Linked DNA regions of Mus musculus: region 1 is linked to region 2. The links are chromatin contacts, called in public promoter capture Hi-C maps. All regions are on one chromosome and are shown on one strand. Each heading gives the region's core, a stretch centred on a gene start, on an enhancer-like site or on the middle of the called end of the contact. The rest is flanking DNA. Distances are from core to core; before and after follow the strand shown. Region 1 overlaps Col6a3 (collagen, type VI, alpha 3). Region 2 has its middle 7.4 kb from the start of Gm35242.

What was found. Capture Hi-C pulls out chosen DNA fragments and counts their contacts.
Region 1: a promoter capture Hi-C map of adipose tissue shows a contact between it and region 2. The contact joins two enhancer-like sites. A contact is called at or near these places in 1 of 15 datasets of contacts at CTCF or cohesin (the NIH/3T3 cell line), 12 of 484 Hi-C or Micro-C datasets (the 3T3-L1 cell line, the C2C12 cell line, the C3H10T1/2 cell line and 7 more), 2 of 115 datasets of contacts at active chromatin or transcription factors (embryonic stem cells and fibro-adipogenic progenitors) and 4 of 9 other capture datasets (adipose tissue, embryonic stem cells, liver and 1 more).

The regions. Positions count from the first base shown.
Region 1 is chr1:90,795,141-90,798,772 of GRCm38.p6, forward strand. It overlaps Col6a3 (collagen, type VI, alpha 3), which reads right to left. Exons shown (of 44, transcript NM_001243008.1): 14 at 2,912-3,057; 15 at 1,340-1,432; 16 at 775-828. Among named protein-coding and RNA genes, the nearest start is that of Gm41918, 33 kb to the left of the region's middle. Within about 2 kb of position 2,306, at least 12 of the 459 cell types and tissues checked have an H3K27ac peak or open chromatin away from gene starts, as enhancers often do. A contact at or near this core is called in adipose tissue, where this site is marked.
Region 2 is chr1:90,654,521-90,658,403 of GRCm38.p6, forward strand. No RefSeq gene overlaps it. Among named protein-coding and RNA genes, the nearest start is that of Gm35242, 7.4 kb to the left of the region's middle. Within about 2 kb of position 2,556, at least 30 of the 459 cell types and tissues checked have an H3K27ac peak or open chromatin away from gene starts, as enhancers often do. A contact at or near this core is called in adipose tissue, where this site is marked.

The DNA.
Region 1 (3,632 bases), core at 1,056-3,555, 140 kb after region 2:
CTCTCTCTCTCTCTCTCTCTCTCTCTCTCTCTCTCTCTCTCTCAAAGAATAGCATGCAGCACATAGAGGGCTTCACTGTAAACAGGCTACATGTACCAACATCCTCACCACCCCCACCCCCACCCCCAGCTCCTGTCTAAGCAAGAATTCACAACTTCACAGTCTGGAGAGTAGACTCTGGGATGGTTGCAGTGTCCAGGGGGTACTTTTCTTTCCTTTGACCACTGCGCTGTATTGTCATGGTTTCCAGCTGTCCCATGGCAACAGAGTCAGCACTGACATCCTTATCTGGTCTGGACACCTGAAGACCTTGCTTATTCTCCCAGGAGCCCCTCCATCCCATAGCCCAGAGATGGGCCTTATCCTATGGTCCCAGAGCCTCGCAGAATTAGCAGAGTCTCGCTACATAATAGTTCAGCAGCTCACCATCCTCCTGCCCCAGCCTCTCAAAAGCTGGGACTAGCAGTGCATAAACCACTGACTTCTGCTCAGACATGCAGTGGGCACGGGGCACACCATACCTCACCTTCCTCCACTCTGAAACAGAGCAAGTCTCCCCACACACTCCACACACACATACTTGTCACATTCAAAGAACCTCTCTGTCCTTAGTGTGGGAAAGAAAGGAAAATAGTTACATAAGTTAAGAGAAAAATCTTTCTCCTGATGAGAACGCCCTGGCCACCAGACAGGCTACAAACTCCACTATCCAGTCCCCATATGGGAAGAACAGGAGGTAGTAAAAACTTGAGGGGCAGGGAAGCTTTTACTCACAGGTCCGCCTTCGTCTCCCGGGTAGCCTCGGTAGCCATCTTCCCCGGAGATACCCTGAAATAAAACATGTGGGTCCCCATGTCATGGCGTTTCGCATAAAGCATCACAGCAGTGCCTTGCTCGACAGTGGGCGTTGCCCTGAGCTGAGCATGGCACTCACTCACTCACTCACTCTCTATCCAGTGATGATCTTCCCATTGGGATAGCTCAGGCTCTTTCTTTTCCCAGAGAGCTGTGGCTCACTTTTAAGGTAACCACTAAGGGTCCCACTGACCCACATCGTGAGGCTGCCTAGGTATGCTCGGGTTTTCACATTGTTTTGTGGAATGACAGACCCACATGTTAAAGAGCAAACCATCCCATCCAGTGGAAGAGGGAAACATAGCAGGTCATCTCTATCACCAGTAAGACACTAGGGATATTGGTCAGCGAGAAGTACCTTGGAGCCCAGAATTGGCAATATTGCCAGGGTCCTTCTGACTCTCTCATATCCGTCTAGTCACCCAGCCAAATAGTGTCAGAGCTGCATGTCTAACCTGTGGTGTGAAGAGTACCATTGCCATACCTTTGGCCCAATGCTGCCAATGGGCCCTCTGTCTCCCCTCTCTCCAGAGCACTTGCATGGAACCCCACAGCAAGCTTTCTCAGCAATATTGTCCTGCCAAGGAAAAAGTAAATAAATATCAAAAAGAGAAAACAGGGAACCACCAAGGGTCTGGGATTAGTCCTAATCTGCCGCAGTGAGCTACCTCATGCCACTCCCTCAAAGGCCAGGTACAGCTGAGGACTCAGCTCTTCCCATAGGGTGGGAAGTCATTGGTGGAAGAGAAAAGAAAAATCAACTATGGTCATTCTTATCCTAGACTAGGCTCATTTTCCAGACGTTTCTAATACAGACATTCAGGGCTTGGATTTTCAGTATAACCTCTATGGTGGTTTGAATAGGCATGGTCCCCATAGAATCACATGTTTAAATGCTTGGCCCATGAAAAATGGCACTATTAGGAGGTGTGGTCTTCTTGGAGTGGGTGTGGCCTTGTTGGAGGAAGTGTGTCTCTGTGGGGGTGGGCTTTGAGGTCTCCTATGCTCAGGCTCTGCTCAGTAACAGTCTCCTCCTTGCTGCCTGTGGACCAACGTGTAGGACTGTCAGCTCCTTCTCCAGCACCATGCCTGCCTGCCTGCACACTGCCATTTTCCCTGCCTTGCTGATAATGGACTGAATTTCTTGAACTGTAAACCAGCCCCCATGAAGTGCTGTCATTTATAAGAGTTGCCTTGGTCATGGGTCTCTTCACAGCAATGAAACCCTAACTAAGACAACCTCCTCATGTCCAAACCTCAAATATAAAATCCAACCAACACATTGAAGCAACCTGAGGTCAAAGAGCATTCTAAATTAGAAATCTACACCTTGAGGTTCTCTGAGCCACAGTTGGGATGGTGGAAATCGGGACTGGCCTGAGAGAGTCCCTGGAGAAGCCAGGGGTAGGCAGCACGTGGGGCCCTGGGCTCTGAGCCAGGACCTCCACAATCTGGGTCACCAGCCACCTCTGTATCCCTCCCTTGCCAAGCCCCTGACCTTACACATCCCAAACACAGTGCCATTCACTGAATTAGTGCTGACTGTGTGCGTTCTCCCCTGTTCTAGCCTGAAGCTGCTTCTACCCAATAAAAACACCCCAATTTTTAATACAGAAAGAGGAAGAGAGGGCAGCACTCCCTCCCACTCCTACAGCCTTAGTCACACTATCTGAGAATCCCTGGCTACACTCCCACCCAACTCCCCATCCCAGGAGGCAACGGCTCTCACTAAGAGAAGAGCCCAGAAAGGGAGCCAGGGAGAGGACTTCACCTAGAAGTTGGCTCCATCTCTTTCCCTGCATATTCTCTATTCCATCATGGAGAAAGGCAGATGGCATATTCAGGACTCATACAGCAATAAAGCAAGCCTTGACGGAGTCCGTGATAAATCCATATGCCCTTCCCCCAGTCACCAGGCCAGTAAGATATCTGGCTTTGCTGTCTTGAGATGCCAAAAATTTCAAACTCTCTCTCTCTCTCTCTCTCTCTGTGTGTGTGTGTGTGTGTGTGTGTGTGTGTGTGTGTGTAAAACTCTTTAAAAGATACAAAGACTCACAAGCTGCTCTGCCAGTTCATAGTCTAAGTCAAGCAGGTTGAGCCTCAGGGGCCTGTCATACATGAAGCCCCGCCCGAACTCCAGATGCATCAGCCGCTCCAGGTTAGCCACACGTTCAAGACCCACCAGGATCAGGGCTTGGGCACCTGTGAGAAAGGAACCATTTAATGTACCTCACCTAGGCACTGGAGAGCTGGGTTTCATTTTTTCCTGACTCTGGTTTTACTCTGTTAGGTGATTTGGGGGAGCAGGGATTGGGGGGGGGGGAATGTTGTTGTTCAGCTATATTTTTTCATTGTGGTAGGGGAATGCAAGTGTCTTGTGCACACAGGGCAGTCAGAGGACAACCTTCAGGAATTAGTTTCTCCATCTACCCTTGGAAAGTGAACTCATGTTAACAGGCTAGGCAGTGGTTGACTTTCCCCACTGACCGTCTCTCTGGTCCATGTTGCTCACTTTTTGGTGGTCCAGGGATCAAACCACCAAAGTGGGAACATGAAGTATGCATGCTATGCACACTTTCCACATCCGAGGTATATCCCCAGCCCTTTATACCATTCTTTTTAGAGAAAATTTCACAGTTAACTATTTGCTATAATTTACATGTGTTTAATGAAAGCAATTTGCTTTGTGGAAGAGTTGGGATTCTAAAGTCCTCTGAGTAGCTGAAGTGACATCTGTGACACCACGTCACCTCTGACCCTGCAGACTGGAAGTGTGC
Region 2 (3,883 bases), core at 1,306-3,805:
TGGTCCCCTATCGGAGGCAAGGAGGTGTGCATCCATGTCTCTTCAGAAATGCACACAGCAAATCTAAACGGTGACTTTCTCTGTAATGGTGTGGTGCCTGGGTGTCCCTTCTGAACTCAGTAGATCACACTCAGCCCCGGTAGAGGTTTTTGTGATGTGGAAATTGAAAGCATTCTGTAAGTCACCTGGTTTAGCTTTTGGTTTTCTGGTAGAGCTGCTATTAGATGTGATCAGTGCTCCAGGTCAGAAACACACTCAGCACCTTTTGTAGTCTAGGAACGCTTCCAACTCCTGTCGTGCCAGCAAGCATGAATGCAAAATCACCCCTAAGTCTAGAGACCCAGACTTTTGCGAAGCCTGAAAACTGTGGAAATTAGTCACCCCTCCTGACAACCTTGGGAAAACCCCATGTTCTCAAACAGCCCTTGGAGGAGCCCCATCCATATTCTGCAGTGGTACCAGGGACTCACACTCCCCTGGGGTGGCTGACTTGACCTGTATGGAGCTCACGAGAAAAAAAAGAAAGACCAGCCTACAGGTCGCCTTTTGACCTACTACTCCAGAGTGACTTTCGTATGCCTACCTGAGAAGTCCCCAGGAACAACTAGATGGTGGTGGTGAGACTCACCCAGTTCTTGGCAAACTTGGCAAAGGTGGGGAAGGCAGGACATTTCTTCTGCTGGAGCAGGGCTTTTAAGTGCAGGGAAAGAACAGCTGGGCCAAATCTCTAAGGGCTTGTTAAGCTGAGAACAGGAGAAGGAGGGTGCTTTCCAAAATACGGTCTACAGAAATGTTAAATAATAGGACTAGAATTTTTTGGGGGGGTTGGCTTTCTTGTATATTTAACAATGCTCTGCTCTGTATTCCCAGGTAGTGTTCAACAGCATGCTTAAGGAGACAACAGAAGCCTGGAAAAGCTTTGGGGTTCTGGAGGTAGAAATTCATTGCATGCACATGGTGGGGGCCAAGAACCATGCTGAAGGGTTGTAACTGGGAAGTGTACTAAGAAGTCCTCCCACCCTGGCTTCTACTGACATGGCCAGAGAACTTCTGAGACCCAGAAGTAGTCCAGATGGTGGGCAGGCCCTCATGAATTTCCCTCAAACTTCTTCTTGGGGGCGCTTGGTCAAGGGTCCCTAAAAATGTGGCTGGAAGAAGATATGAGCCCACGTTCCATGTCAGATGAGGTGCAGTGAGGTTCGGTGATCCATGCCATGTCCAAGGCCAGGGTGGTGGACGAGAGGGTCCAGAGACACTGGGCCACTCTTCAGCAGGGGCCAGAGAAATGGAGACAGGGCCGAGAGGCAGTGATGGAGTCAGCTTCTGATGCAGGAGGAGCCTGTGGACTGGGGATTCCTGAGTCTGCAGCGAGCACCTGGGGGTTACTCCCCAAACTGTCAGGACAATCCTAGCTCACCTGTTCTCCGAGATTCTGTGGCTATGTTTTTTCTAAAACATCTAAACTCCTGTATAAGCATTGACTTTAGTAGGTCCATCTCTTAGAGTTTGGATGGAAAAGAACAGTCCATGTTTGAGGTGATCTTTTGTGGTGTTATTTACTCTCCTAAAAATGGGAAATAATTATGCCTGTGATACCTGAGGGCAGTAAGAACACTAGTGTACTAGCCAGTGCAGACACTCAAAGGTCTAAAAGGAGAATGGAGAAAATACAGAGATAAGGTAACTACAGGGAAAGTGACATCCAAACAAATGTCCCAAAGTTCTTAAGAGCTATCCTCAGATGGCTTTTGAGTTCTGGGCATCTCTGGTCCATCCTGAACATTTTCCTTCTATCAGACGATGCTGTAAACAACCAAAATAAGGATTAAGCCAAGTGACTTTGGATGAAGAAGGATGGGACCTGGGAAGAAAGGGACCTGGGCTCCCCAGGGAGGTTCTTCAGAGAGCCCTCCTTAAGGGACTGCATTTGTCTCAATGGTAGGGTACCAGGCTAGTCCACACAAGGCCTCAGGATCCATCTCAAGCACAAACCAAATGGAGATGTCTTGACTGTTTTTCCCACACTGTTGGTGGCTCATGGCTGGGTTCTGTGGAAACTGGAGGAAGACATGCCACGTAACATGTGGTTTTTAAATCAGGAACTGTGCTGCAGTTTAGTGAAAGAACTTGGAACGGACAAATGCTGACTCTCCAGCCAGCATCACATGAGAGGCCCTCCGGAGGAATCTGGAAATGGGAAGCCGGACTCGGCTCAAACACCGAACACAGCTCTGACCTCGATCCCCTTTGGAACTCCTTTCTCCTGTCTGAATTATGGGTGGTGTCTCCCCCAGAAACCTTGATCTGGAGGAAAGAAAAATGCATTCAGAGGGATGAGTTTGGCAGAGTGAGAACAGAAGAGAGAGAGAGGGGAGAGAGAGAGAGAGAGAGAGAGAGAGAGAGAGAGAGAGAGAGAGAGAGAGAGAATACTACCATGCCGAACATGTTTTCTCGTTCTGGGACAGGATCATTTTGGAAAGGAGAGGTGGGCGGGACATCCCAAGAGGGTCTTACTGAGTAACTAGTACAGGGCTGGGATATGGTCAGCCGAGGCCCAAATGTTCTCTGACACGGACAGCTGCTGGAGGAAGCGTGGTCGGCTGAGGCCCGATGACAGCCTTGGCTTACATATGCAGCTGGGAGTTGTTTTTTTTTTTTTCCCAGAGGATTCCTGCTATTCAAAGTTTGGCTTTCCAATGTAGCCCTTTTTGTCCAAGGTCCGTGGTATCTAGAATCTCATCATTATCATCTAGAGAGAAGTCACTGGGACAGACTGGAATGAACCAATAACGTGCCTCCAAGAAGGTATGTTTGAGAAATGAAGGGGAACTGGAGATGTGGCTCACTTGTCAGTGTGCTCTCCTGGAATTCACAAAGCCCTGGGTTTGATCCCCAGTACTGCACACACCGTGTGCAGTGGCACACACTCGTGGTCCCAGCACTTGTTCAAGTTCAAGGCCATCCTCAGGCCCAAAGTGACTACAAGTCCCACCTGATTCTGGGAAGTCATTGTGGAGCCGTGGCAGCAGGAAGCTTAGGGCTGGAGTCTTGAAGGGCTAACAGGAAGCAGAGGAAGTTGACTTGGAAATAGAGAGTGGCTTTTGAAACTTCAAAGTCCCCCTCCAGTGCAGTTGCAGTGCAACGAAGGGCCACATTTCCTAACCCTCCATCAACTGGGGCCCACATGTTCGAATGTCTAAGACTCTAGGGGACATTTCTCATTCAAACTATTACAGTGGATTAGTTAAGTCTTTCTGGAAATGTTCTCAGAGACACATTCAGAAGTGTTCCCACGGTGACTACAAATCATGTCAGGCTGCCAATTAATATCAAACATCACAGATGGTATGGCACGGAGTGAGGCAATAGACCAGAGAATGTCTGGATGAATATGTGAATGGATGGATAAGTAGTCAGGGGATAGACAGACAGACACAGACAGATGGAATACCTAGCTGGGATCACTGGTAACAGTGACCCATGAATGTGATGTTTAGCTTAACGGTTAGTTTGTCACGATCTACAATCACCTAGTAAAGTCTCAATGAGGGATTGTCTACACCAAGGCTGCTTGTGAGAGATTGTTTTGATTATTGTTGACTATTGACTTGATTATGTTGATTGGTGTGGGAAGACCTACGCTAAAACTGGGTGCCACCAGTCCCTAGCTTTGGATCTGGGACTCTACAAGAGAGAGAGAGAAACAGGGAGAGAGAGAGAGAGAGCAGAGATGCGTGCATTAACTTGCTCTCTGTTCTTGACTATGAACATGATGGCTTCAGGTCCCTTCTGCCTTGATTCCACAATGATGGACAAACCTGGAACTGTGAATTAAAACCAACCCTTTCTCCCCCAAGTTCCTTCTGTCAGGATGTTTTATCAT